4 separate regions of the Mus musculus genome follow, and regions 1, 2 and 3 are each linked to region 4. A link is a contact called in public HiCAR-type, HiChIP or PLAC-seq and Micro-C data. All regions are on one chromosome and are shown on one strand. The core of a region is the stretch at or near the end of the contact, and the rest is flanking DNA. Distances in the headings are between cores, read along the strand shown.

The links. A called contact is a pair of places that touch in the nucleus more often than the background predicts. HiCAR-type assays count read pairs that join an accessible place to other places. HiChIP or PLAC-seq counts read pairs in DNA pulled down with a chosen protein or histone mark.
Region 1: a contact with region 4 is called in an H3K4me3 HiChIP or PLAC-seq map of embryonic stem cells, with 3 times the contacts expected there. The contact joins the enhancer-like site here to the promoter of Bsdc1 in region 4. A contact is called at or near these places in 3 of 39 promoter capture datasets (embryonic stem cells, erythroid cells and neural stem cells), 1 of 484 Hi-C or Micro-C datasets (CD8 T cells) and 3 of 115 datasets of contacts at active chromatin or transcription factors (the SCID.adh cell line and embryonic stem cells).
Region 2: a HiCAR-type map of embryonic stem cells shows a contact between it and region 4, with 4 times the contacts expected there. The contact joins the enhancer-like site here to the promoter of Bsdc1 in region 4. A contact is called at or near these places in 9 of 39 promoter capture datasets (3T3-L1-derived adipocytes, the C10 cell line, HPC-7-derived erythroid cells and 6 more), 1 of 15 datasets of contacts at CTCF or cohesin (the NIH/3T3 cell line), 5 of 115 datasets of contacts at active chromatin or transcription factors (embryonic stem cells, memory CD8 T cells and trophoblast stem cells) and 3 of 9 other capture datasets (adipose tissue, liver and pancreatic islet).
Region 3: a Micro-C map of embryonic stem cells shows a contact between it and region 4, with 9 times the contacts expected there. The contact joins the promoter of Ptp4a2 here to the promoter of Bsdc1 in region 4. A contact is called at or near these places in 1 of 484 Hi-C or Micro-C datasets (embryonic stem cells) and 2 of 115 datasets of contacts at active chromatin or transcription factors (T-cell acute lymphoblastic leukemia and effector CD8 T cells).

The regions. Positions count from the first base shown.
Region 1 is chr4:129,047,839-129,050,538 of GRCm38.p6, forward strand. 1700086P04Rik (a long non-coding RNA gene) reads right to left here. Exons shown (of 2, transcript XR_868180.3): 2 at 2,249-2,700. Among named protein-coding and RNA genes, the nearest start is that of Rnf19b, 9.0 kb to the right of the region's middle. Within about 2 kb of position 1,278, at least 212 of the 459 cell types and tissues checked have an H3K27ac peak or open chromatin away from gene starts, as enhancers often do. A contact at or near this core is called in CD8 T cells, embryonic stem cells and neural stem cells, where this site is marked.
Region 2 is chr4:129,160,629-129,163,328 of GRCm38.p6, forward strand. The region is part of intron 5 of S100pbp (S100P binding protein); the gene reads right to left. Among named protein-coding and RNA genes, the nearest start is that of Fndc5, 25 kb to the left of the region's middle. Within about 2 kb of position 1,378, at least 13 of the 459 cell types and tissues checked have an H3K27ac peak or open chromatin away from gene starts, as enhancers often do. A contact at or near this core is called in embryonic stem cells, pancreatic islet and trophoblast stem cells, where this site is marked.
Region 3 is chr4:129,819,029-129,821,728 of GRCm38.p6, forward strand. It overlaps Ptp4a2 (protein tyrosine phosphatase 4a2), which reads left to right and starts at 1,451. Exons shown (of 6, transcript NM_008974.4): 1 at 1,451-1,573.
Region 4 is chr4:129,460,370-129,463,069 of GRCm38.p6, forward strand. Bsdc1 (BSD domain containing 1) reads left to right here and starts at 1,310. Exons shown (of 11, transcript NM_133889.2): 1 at 1,310-1,336; 2 at 1,573-1,633. The coding sequence starts at 1,326.

The sequences.
Region 1 (2,700 bases), core at 28-2,527, 410 kb before region 4:
GCTTCGCCTCCTCTTGATGCCAACTCTTCCTCAGAATATCTAAAGCCATCTGTGGAACAAATCAAAGGCCACACCCTCCTCTCCGGGACTCCACCTAGTCTGCCTCTCGGAAGTTCAAGGCCACACCCTCACCTTAGACAGTTCTATGTATTCTACTAATGCGAATTAGTCTCTTCCCCAAAGTGGAGGTCATGTCCTGAGGGTCTGTGGGTAATTGCATCTCATCCGCAAAAGTATTAAAAAACAAACAAACAAAAAACGTTCACACTGAAAGAGTACAAATAAAATCATGGAACTGTAGCCTCTTTTTCCCCCCTCAGAAAATATGGTATTACAGAACCCACATTTCTTGCCCAGGGGCATGTCTGCCTGCAGAGGTCACACTTTTTTTTTTTTTTTTTTACTTTTGTAGCTTCTGCCTACGGCCATATTTATCTTTCCTCTTCCAATCCTGCAGGCTTTCGAAAGTGTGGCCTTTTCTAAAAGGCATTTTATGGTCCGTTCCCACCTTCCGCTGTTATTATTATTATAAATTTGGGTCTGAAATTTCCCAGCCTCACGGTCGACAGTATTCAAATAATGGCTGTTCCTGGAAAGGCGAGACAATCCAGAAGACTGGAATCTCCAGTAGAAAGGGCTAGTAGAGCCGGAGGGGGCATTCGGGCCAGCAAGGTGTTTATTCTTACCCGATTTTATCTTATTTTTGCAGCCCTAGGTGTTAAACCCAGGGCCTCTACCACCGAAATACATCCATTGTCCCTATTGGGGTTTAAACTAAAAGCTTTATATATTAGAAACGGGGCCCGCGAATCTCCGCGAGCGAGAAAAGCCCCACACTCCCTCCCACAGAGAAGCTGGTGTAGTTGTCCGAGAGAACGACGGATGCTGCAGCCTACCCACCCGCCGGTGCCAGAAGCAGTGGGAGTGACGGGGGGGGGGACTGCAAAGAAAGGGTTTTGAGGCATCCCCTCCAAAGAATGGGGTATCCTTGACCTTAGCGGAAAACACCGCGAGCGCTGCGGCTACAATTCCCTGGTTTCCCTCTCCTCCCTCCCTTCTCTCTTCCCCCCTCTTCTCCCCTCCTCCCTCCCTCTTCGATGCAGCGGACTGCGGAGGAATCCCAGCCTGGCGGGAGCGCCCACCCACGCGACTGCGGCACGCGAGGGGCGGGAGCGGGAGGGCGGGGGATGGCGGGGATACCGGTCTTCCCTGGAAGGCCCTGGAGGGAGGCGAGGGGAAGCTAGTCACGTGGCACCGCCACCAGGCGTTGCGGGATTGGCGGGTGTCGGCTGCTAGGGAGCCGGGGAAACCTGTGGACCCCTCCCCTTGTGGACCCGCGGGGCGCACCCGCACTGCGTGTCTGGGAAGGGTGGGAGTCGTGCTCTCTCTAGGGATGTAATGCCGTGGTCGGGTCCCAAAGTGCTCTGCCCCCGCAGTCTACCAGTGTGGAAACACATCGCTTCCTCTTTCCTTCCCAGCTTCTGCTCTTCCCACCTGCCGGTGGCTCTAAAGAGCTGCCTGGAGGCTTTATCTGAGCTAGCTGGAGCGTCCCTTGACTTAGAATTTTTCGATTTGACTCAGACTAGAGAGGGAGCAGAATTCCAAAGAGGTCTGCCCCCCTCAAGCCCCACGCAACCAGATCGACCCTCATCTTCCATGTCTGCTCTTGCGTCTTGGGCAGAAACCGGAGAGCTAGCGCCACTGCTGCTCGGGTGAAATCTGTATGATTAAAAAGCCTGTTACATTTATTACGAAATATTTAACTCTCGTTTTTATTCAACGCATTAAATATTTAAGTCACTAGCTTCCCTCCTTTGCGTTCATTCTGACTTGTAATTACGGTTATTTGTGTGGCTGTTGCTAACCGGGCTTCTGCTTGGAATGTAAGTTCCACGAAGGGGGGAGGGGCGTGTGTTTTATCTATCCTTGTAACAGCAGCACACTGCGGGTGTAGGAGGCTTTATATTTTCTCCTCTCTCTGGAGATGTAACAATGAACCAACAGTAGGTAGAGCAAAGCGGCGAGATGGCTCAGCTGATAAAGGCATCCACTGTCAAGGGGACAACCTGAGTCGGGCTCTCCAGACCGCATAATGGAAGGAGAGAACTGACTCTTGCTCAGACCTCCACCGGCACTCAATGAGAGGAAAAAGCAAGCAAAATCTGTTGTTGGTTAGTACCTGGGTTCAGTTCTCAGACACACACACACACACCGTATACAAGCAAAAAGAGCCAAGAAGTGTAAGTCATAAGGGAAAGGTCAGTTGGTTGACATTTATTAAACATTTTGTGTTACACAAAGGACTAGGGTATGAGGCTTTCCTGGATGAAGGGAGGTGAAGACCTAAGCCAAACAAGTTCAGCATGAAGCTGCCTTGGGATCGATCAGAGCCTGCCCTTCGAAAAGCAGCCACCTGTGGTCACCTCTGCCTGGGGTAGTGGGAAGGGTGCTCCCAGACGTTCCTGTCTAAGGTTCTTTCCTGGGCAGATGGAGAGACTCTTCAAGAGAGTTTCTGCCTGTGCCTGCTGTTTTTTTTTTTTTTTTTTTTTTTCCTGCTGATGCAGATTGATGGAAACAACGTCTTCAGCACATATTTTTGTGGGCCGTTTCTCAGAATAACCATCTTGAAATATGGCAAGGAAATATATTTAGGAGAGCTATTGATGTGGGGATCTCCATTGACACATAGTAGGTGTGTCA
Region 2 (2,700 bases), core at 128-2,627, 300 kb before region 4:
ACATTCATGACCATCAGAATAGGTATACAATGCTAATCAAGTCACAGACTGCCTACTTCCTGTGACATTCTGACACTTGTATTATAACAGAACAAAATTTTTACAAAATGGGTTGGCAAGATGGCTCAGCAGGTCAAGGCAGTTGCCACCATCCCTGCCAACCTAAGTTTAGTCCTCATAAAACAGAGGACAGAACCCACTCTAGCCAAGCTGTCCTCTTATTCTCACGCATGTATTGCCTCCCCACACACCCCTCTCTCTCACACACACACACAAAACACACACACACACACACACACACACACACACACACACAAACAGGACTGCTAAATACAACTATTTTGTTAAAAAAAAAAAGCCAGGTAGTCATAACCACTAATAATCCCAGTGCCAAGGAGGTAAGACGCAGGCAGATCGCTAGGGTTCACTGGCCTATCTTAATTTACAAGCTCCAGGCCAATGAGAAACCTTCAAACAAAAAACTAAGGTGGATGCCTCCTGAAGAATGAAACCTGAAGTTGTCCTCTGGGACATACAGACATAAACAGACACACCATGAGATACTTGTCTCATTAATAAGGCAGTGGCTATTACTAATAACTGCTTGTTTGAGACAGAGTTTCATCATGTAGCCCTGGCTGGCACGGAACACATTACATAGACCAGTCTGGCCTTGAACTCTGCCATCTTCTGACTCCTAAGTACAGGAATTAAGGGCATCCATCATCATGCCCAGCCTAAGCATTTCTTTTTAAATATAAATTATTACTTTCTTTCATTTATTGAGGCAGGGTCTTATTGTAGCCCAGGCTTAGAACTATCTTACTTCCCTCCCCCAAGTGAGAACTGTAGGCATGAGCCACTACACCTGATCTATCTTCTTAGGGACAGAATAAATCATTTTGCTTTAAAGATAAACTTTTTGGGGTTCTTCAAGTACTCCGTTGTAGGGAGCAAGTCCTCAGTGAAAGTGTTCTGGTGACTTGTCACAGTCATGTCAAGAGCCAAGGCCTCAGAACCATAGACTGGCAAAATTCTTCCTGGGGTGAGTGAGACTCAGAGGGATGGCAAAGCTTTCCTCTTGTCCAAGTGCCAATGTTGACAGTCTGTGCGGAAAATGGCCACTGTAGCTCCATCTCCCTGATGTTTATGGCCTGAAGATTACTTCCCTACTGAGATCTCTTCCTGGCTCAGTTGTATCCAATAACCTGGCCTCCTCCTTCACTGTATATAATAAACATGCTGAGCTTCCAAGGTGCGGCTGTTTCTCAGCTGGGAGTCCAATCCACCTGACCTTGGCTTTTTCTGTGCCTGTGTGTGTGTGTTAGTTTTTCATGCCGCTGCCTATTTAGGTCAATCTCTGGAGCTGTGCAGAGAATTCCATCAATGTATCCTCTCTGCAGGTGATGCCTTTGTTTTTGCTGGCCTTTGTATAGAGAGGCCATTAAAAGCCTGCATCCAGCACTTCAGAGGCAGAAGCAGGCAGATCTCTGAGTTTCAAGCCACCCAGGTATACAGAGTGAGTATTAGGACAACCAGGACTACACAATGAAACCCTGTCTCGAAAAAACAAGAGAGAGGAGAGGAAGAGAGGAGAAGAGGGGGAGGGGAGGGGAGGGGAGGGGAGGGGAGGGAGATGAAGGGAGGAGGGGGAGGGAGAGAGAATACTCAGTGCCAAAACCTCGTCCACCCAGAGTCATGGAGGTTTGGACTAGTCTTGGGCTTGCCTATTTCAGTGTGATATTGGGCATATATATGCACACAGCACATATACACATAAACACAATAAATAAATAATAATTTAAACATTCAGAAAAGAGCTGGGTGGTGGTGGCGCACGCCTTTAATCCCAGCACTTGGGAGGCAGAGGCAGGCGGATTTCTGAGTTTGAGGCCAGCCTGGTCTACAGAGTGAGTTCCAGGACAGCCAGGGCTACACAGAGAAAACCCTGTCTCGAAAAACAAACAAACAAAAAAATAATCAGAAAAATATATTGCCAAGGCAGGTGTGCTGACACACGCACGTGGGAGGCAGAGGTCTGTGAGTTTCAGGATAGACAGAGCTATAAAAGACTCAAGAATCTGAAAGGTGCTCCTACCATTTTTTTTTTAAATAAGATACTACAATGCCCAGCTAGAAGCTACTGAGGAAGCTAATGTAGAGGAATCCCTTGAACTCAGATGTGTTAGGCTTGCCTGGGCAATATTATACAAAGTATTAAAAAAAAAAAATCAAGGTCCAGAATTGTTAAGGAATTTGTCTAAGGTCACAGAGTTTCAACAATGTAATATTACCAGAGTTGAGTATCCTTGAAAGCAAGAATCTTATTATAGTATGTCTTACACATTCAGGCTGTACCTTAATACAGCACTGGGTAAAGAGGGTGCAACAATTTTGTTTCTGTCCATTCAACAAGAAATGGTGTTTCTTTTGGTTCTCCTGTAGGTTTTTTGTTTTGTTTTTTTTTTCCCCCCTGAGACAGCTCCTCTGTATAGCGCTGAAACTCATTTGGTACATCAAGCTGGCCTCAAACTCAGAAATCGACCTCCCTCTGCCTGCTTCTACCTCCCGGGTCCTGGAATCAAAGGTGTCTGCCACCACACTCTGCAAAAAGCTAATTCTTAGAGGCTGTGTGACACATGCCTTTATTTCCAACACTCAGGAGGATGGATATCTGCATTAGAGATGCAGTTAGGCCAG
Region 3 (2,700 bases), core at 201-2,700, 360 kb after region 4:
GGATAGTGAGTATACACTTTTCTGCCCACTCCCATCTTGGGGAAATCTAACCCACTTCTCAGGCCAGCCTCCAGAGCCTTTTCCTGTTCCACTTGGCAATAGCCCAAACCAGCCTCCCAACTCACCGGGTAACCACATTTTCCAAACAAGAAATCAAGATGCATGAACTGGCTTATAACTTCTGGCCAGGTTTCAAAAGCAAAAGGCAAACAAAAACAAAACAAAACAACACAACACAAAAAACCTCCTTCCATTAGAGAATCTCTAAGATAATCTTCAAAACTGTTAAAATCCAACTCAAACTTTTTTTTTTTTTTGAGGCTCCCAAGAGTTGAATTTAGGGCCTCACATGCAAGGCAAGCTTTTCCCAGAGTTCTATTCCCAGTTCCAATTCTAGAGGTGCTTTCTTTCTGTAGACCAGGCTGGCCTTGAACTGGGTTTAAAGGCATAGGCCACCACCGCCAGACTTTTTTTTTTAATCACGCCCATTCTTCATACTTTATTTAAGTATTGAAGAGTATCTGTGCTGTGAAGACAGTATTCCGCTTAATAGTTGAGAATACCTAGGAAAAAACTTTTTCCTTAATTCTGCATTTCCGTATCTAAAGAGTCTGTGTGTTGCTTGCCCGATAGAGGTCTGGGGAGCAGGGCAGAGAGACTTCGCAGAGATGTTCGAGGCCTCCAGGAAGGACAGCCAAGTATAAGGTACTCGGTTCCCCACTTCTGAGCTGGAAATCCCCGAGCTCAGGCCCCGGTTGCCGCCCAGTCCCAGTCCCAGACCCAGCGGGATCTGGCTCGAGGCGCCTCCCGGGATCCGGAATCCGCCCGCGACCTTGCGGGTCACTGGGTGGCCAGAGGCGCTAACTTAGACCCAGGTGCGGATGGGCGAGTCGCAGAGTGGGCGGGCGCTTCCCTCAGCCACGTTCGTCACCCCGCTACCCCCACCCCGCGCCGGTCACATGTATACGCCTTCCGTCGCCCCCAGTGCCGAGCGCAGCAAGCCACGCGGAGGCGGAGCGCGGGAGGCGCCCAGGGCAGTGGGTCAAAGCTCTGTAGGCAGAGTGGGTGGGGCCAACCGCCGCGAGCCGCCGGCAGCCAATCATCGGTTCCGAGGGCGTGGCTGCGCCGCGCGCGCCGCGCCCCGCAGCGCCCCCTGAGGGGCGGCGGCGGGAGCTGGTCCGGCTGCGCGCGCAGCGGTGGTGGCGGCGGCGCGATCGGCCGGGCTGTAACCGTCGTTCGTCCGGGAGCGGCTGGAGCGGCAGCAGCGGCCGGGCACGGCGCGAGGCGACGCCAGCGGGCAGCGGCGGTAGCGGGGGCAGCGGCGGCAGCGGGGGGGGAACACAGCGGCGGTCGCGGCAGCAACAGTAGCAGCAGCAAGACGGACTCGTGGACACGCGCCGCCGCCGCCGCCGCCGGGCCGGGCCGGGTGTCGCGCGCCGAGGCTGGGGGGGAGTCGTCGCCGCCGCCGCCGCCGCTCCCGCCGCCGCCGCCGCCGCCGAGGTGACTGAGGAGAGAGGCGCCTCCTCGCTCCCGCCTCCGCCGGCCTTCAATGCCCAGTCCCCAGCTTGCCAGCGTGAGTGCGCCCCTCCCGGGCGGCCCCGCGCGGCGCCCGGGCCTCGGGCAGGGGAGGGCGGGAGGCGCCGCTGCCATTAGAGCAGGCCCGAGACACGTCCCCGGAAGGAGGGCCGGGCCGGGCCAGGGGCGGGGAGCGCGGCTCGAGGTGGGGTGAGCGAGCGAGAGAGCGAGAGAGCGTAGAAGAATGCGGGAGAAGGTGCGTGTGCGGGCAGCATGTGTCCTTGTGGGGGCGAAGGTGTGGTGAGAGCGAGTGGGGACGAGGAGGAGCGTGGCGGACTAGGTGGTGTGCAGGGGTGCGCCTGCGTTTGTCCGGCGCGTGAGCACAGGCATCCTGGAGGCCCCTTGGTCTTTGTGTTGATAGGGAACCCTTCGCGTCCAGGGACTTAATTCACTCAAGCGTGGGATCCCTGAGTTGCAGTCAAGTAAGAGAAAAGGGTCTGAGTCTCCCGTGACGCTGATCTCTGGCGTTCTTTCCCCTTTTCGTAAAAATGTATTGTAAATTTATGAATTTCCAGAGATGTCTTTGCCATCCTCCCCACCCCCATTTCCCAGCGCTAACCATCCAAGCTTGACTCTTGTCCCGGAGTCTGAGTTTTAGCCGGTAAAGTATTCGGAAGCGTAAACTTTTTTTTTTTTGGCAAATGCTCAGTGTTGAGGTCAAGGCTATTTAATGAGGTAAGCCGCGGTATCTTTTATCTGTGACTCTCTCGTATCCTTCTGCAGAAAAGCGCCTAAGAAACGGTCATAAATATCGATAAAGTGCCATAGTTTAGTTTCTGCCCTTGGATTTGTCACGAAGTATAAAGTGACTAATCTAGCGTCATTGTAGGCATTCAGCAAATGTTTCAGTTTGGAGTCGCTATTGCTGGATTAGTATATGGTATTTACTTGCTTCCCCGCTCTGTGTTACTGAGCTGTTTCAGACAGGAAGTGAGAGAAGTTGAGCCTTGTTAGTGTGCAAGAGGAAACTAAGACTATAGAAGAACTCACATTATCAGAGCTTCGTTTTTTGATCCTGACACTCTTAGTTTTGGATCGGATGATCGGAAAGAATTGTTAATGGACTTTTTCTATGGGGGATGCAGAAGAAGTTCTTTTGTTTCATTTGTTTTATTGGACTTTTAG
Region 4 (2,700 bases), core at 60-2,559:
CTCATTCCATTTTTTCTCCCTTAACAGCCTTATGGTGGTCTACTTTATTTTTTTATTTATTTATTTATTTATTTATTTATTTTTATTACATATTTTCCTCAATTACATTTCCAACGCTATCCCAAAAGTCCCCCATACCCTCCCCCCCACTTCCTTACCCACTCATTCCCATTTTTTTTTTGGCCCTGGCATTCCCCTGTACTGGGGCATATACAGTTTGCGTGTCCAATGGGCCTCTCTTTCCAGTGATGGCAGACTAGGCCATCTTTTGATACATATGCAGCTAGAGTCAAGAGCTCCGGGGTACTGGTTAGTTCATAATGTTGTTCCACCTATAGGGTTGCAGATCCCTTTAGCTCCTTGGGTACTTTCTCTAGCTCCTCCATTGGGAGCCCTGTGATCCATCCAATAGTTGTTAGTTTTTTAGACAGGAGAAATACCAGCAACAATCTTTTTGAAAGTTAGATGGGAGGCCTTGGGGAACACTGGGAGAATTAGTATATAGCTTGTTCCTCAGGCAGGTAAGAGGCTATGGGATCAGGTAGCAGTGATGACCTTGATTACAGTGTAGCCTTCGAGGAGGGGAGTCAACCTCCTGCTGGAGGTGAAGGAGGGGTTTGTGTAGATTGAGGAAGTAGTAGGTAGGGCCACAGGATCTATGTAAATCCCCCTTCCACCACACAATAGACCTCAATTCCCCCCTATCAGTGGGATTTTTCCAGAACACTTTCAGCTAGCGTTTTCTTAAATCGGGCTTAAGAAATAATGTGAATATGTATCTGCCTCTCCAAATGATCCTGGGTGTCATCCCGAGGAGAGCTCTGGATTCTCCCCATAGCCTTACTCTGGCTCTGAGGTCCGCAATCGGAGCTTGCTGAATTAGCCTGCAGCAGAACACCAAGGAGCTGCTACGCGGCTGGCTTCACAAAGGGGGGCGGAACTTAACTCCAGGTTCTAAGAACACAACGTCCCAACCCGGCCTCTCCTTTCCTCGCCTCGCCTTCTAATTGGCGGTCTAACGAGCCTGCCGAAATTGGCCCGGAGAGGCCACTGTAGTCAGGGACTACCGGGAAAGCTAGCGGCTGGTTGGTGGGACCCGAGGACAATCTTACACACCATTGGATCGAGAGTTCAGAGGCGGGACAAATCGCATTTGGGACATGGATTGGACAAAGGCCAGACACATTGATGTAGGGGGGCGGGGACTGGGCGGAGAGTTGTCCTTGTGTTAAGATTGGGGCACGCTCATGGGGGCGGAGCCTGAGGGGGCGGTGCCGTGTCGGAAGTCAAAGGTCGGTAAATAGTGGTGATGTCATGCTGGCAAGATGGCGGAAGGGTGAGCTTGGCGTTCCGCTTTCTGGCGTTGGGGGCTTGGGCTTTTCGAGGGATGGGGTACTGGGCCAGGGGTCCCTGTTGGGGACAGGCTGCCGGTGCGGGTGCGGACTGAGCTGGAAGGGCAGAGCGGAGGCGTGGTGCGAGGGCATGGGGAAGCGGCCGGAAAAGCCTCATCTCCGGCCGGAGGCTGGGCTGGAGTCGCCCGGCAGGGCCGTCAGATGTGTCTGTCTTCCACAGGGAGGACGTGGGGTGGTGGCGGAGCTGGCTGCAGCAGAGCTACCAGGCAGTCAAAGAGAAGGTAAGCCGGGCCAGCACCCTTCCCTCGGCAGGGCACCGCGGCCGTCTCCTTGCAACCAACCCCAGCTAGCCCCTGCTTGGGTTTTTTTGAGCTTCTGTGAGGCCATTTACGAGAAAAGGGTAGAACACCACCACTAACAACATCTTACTCTTAAACAGCAATATTTATTAGAATATGTGACAGTCACTACTCACAGACAGGTTGGGAGGATATAGACCTTAGCCAGACAGATAGTCTTGGGCCTCACAAAGCTCAGTCTGGTGTGGAGGCAGTCAAGCAAAATAGTTGCTTAGTTACTGTTGTGAATACCGGGAAAGGGCAGTCCCTAATTGTCCAGACTAGGGAGTCATGAGCATGCCAAGGAAGGTGTAGCCAAGAATCCGGGTAGAGATGAGGATTGCCATATGCGCTGGTACCTGATGGTGCCTATGTGACTGGTTTACAAAGGGATGAGGGGGGGCCAGAGAGTGGAGACCTGGGGAAGTGGCTGTGATTGTGACTAATGCTTGTCCTTGTCCTAGGCAATGCCAGTTGGTGTTCCTGTTTTATCCCACATTCCTTTATTTACAGGCAGCCCAACTAAGTCGTGGGGTAACTAATTACTGTTTACCTCAAGCAAGTGAAGGGAGTCGTGCTTCAGGGCAGACTCCGAGAGGCTTCTGATCTCAAGTCAGCCCAGTACTTTAGGAACGGTTTTTGTTTGTTTGGTTTTTGGTTTTTTGGTTTTTGTTTTTATTTTCTCCTTGCTCCGGGTTCTCCTGGGAAGCCTCCGCTCAAGCTACAGCTCAGCACATCTGAGAATTCCCTGTGCTGGAAGTTTTATTGATGATGGAGAGGCAGGACTTTACGCTAAGGATTAATATGAGACCTCAAGCATGCAAAGAAAGTGTGCTATCCGGCAGGTGTCCTGTCCTGTGAGGACTCCCCGTGTGTTTCGAGGCTTTCAGGAAGAGACTTAATCTCTCCCTTTAGTTCCTTACATTTCTGGGAACTTGGACAAGTTATTTTGTTGTTATTGGTGGTGGTCGTGGTTTGTTTTATTTTGAGACAGGGTCTCATGGTGTATG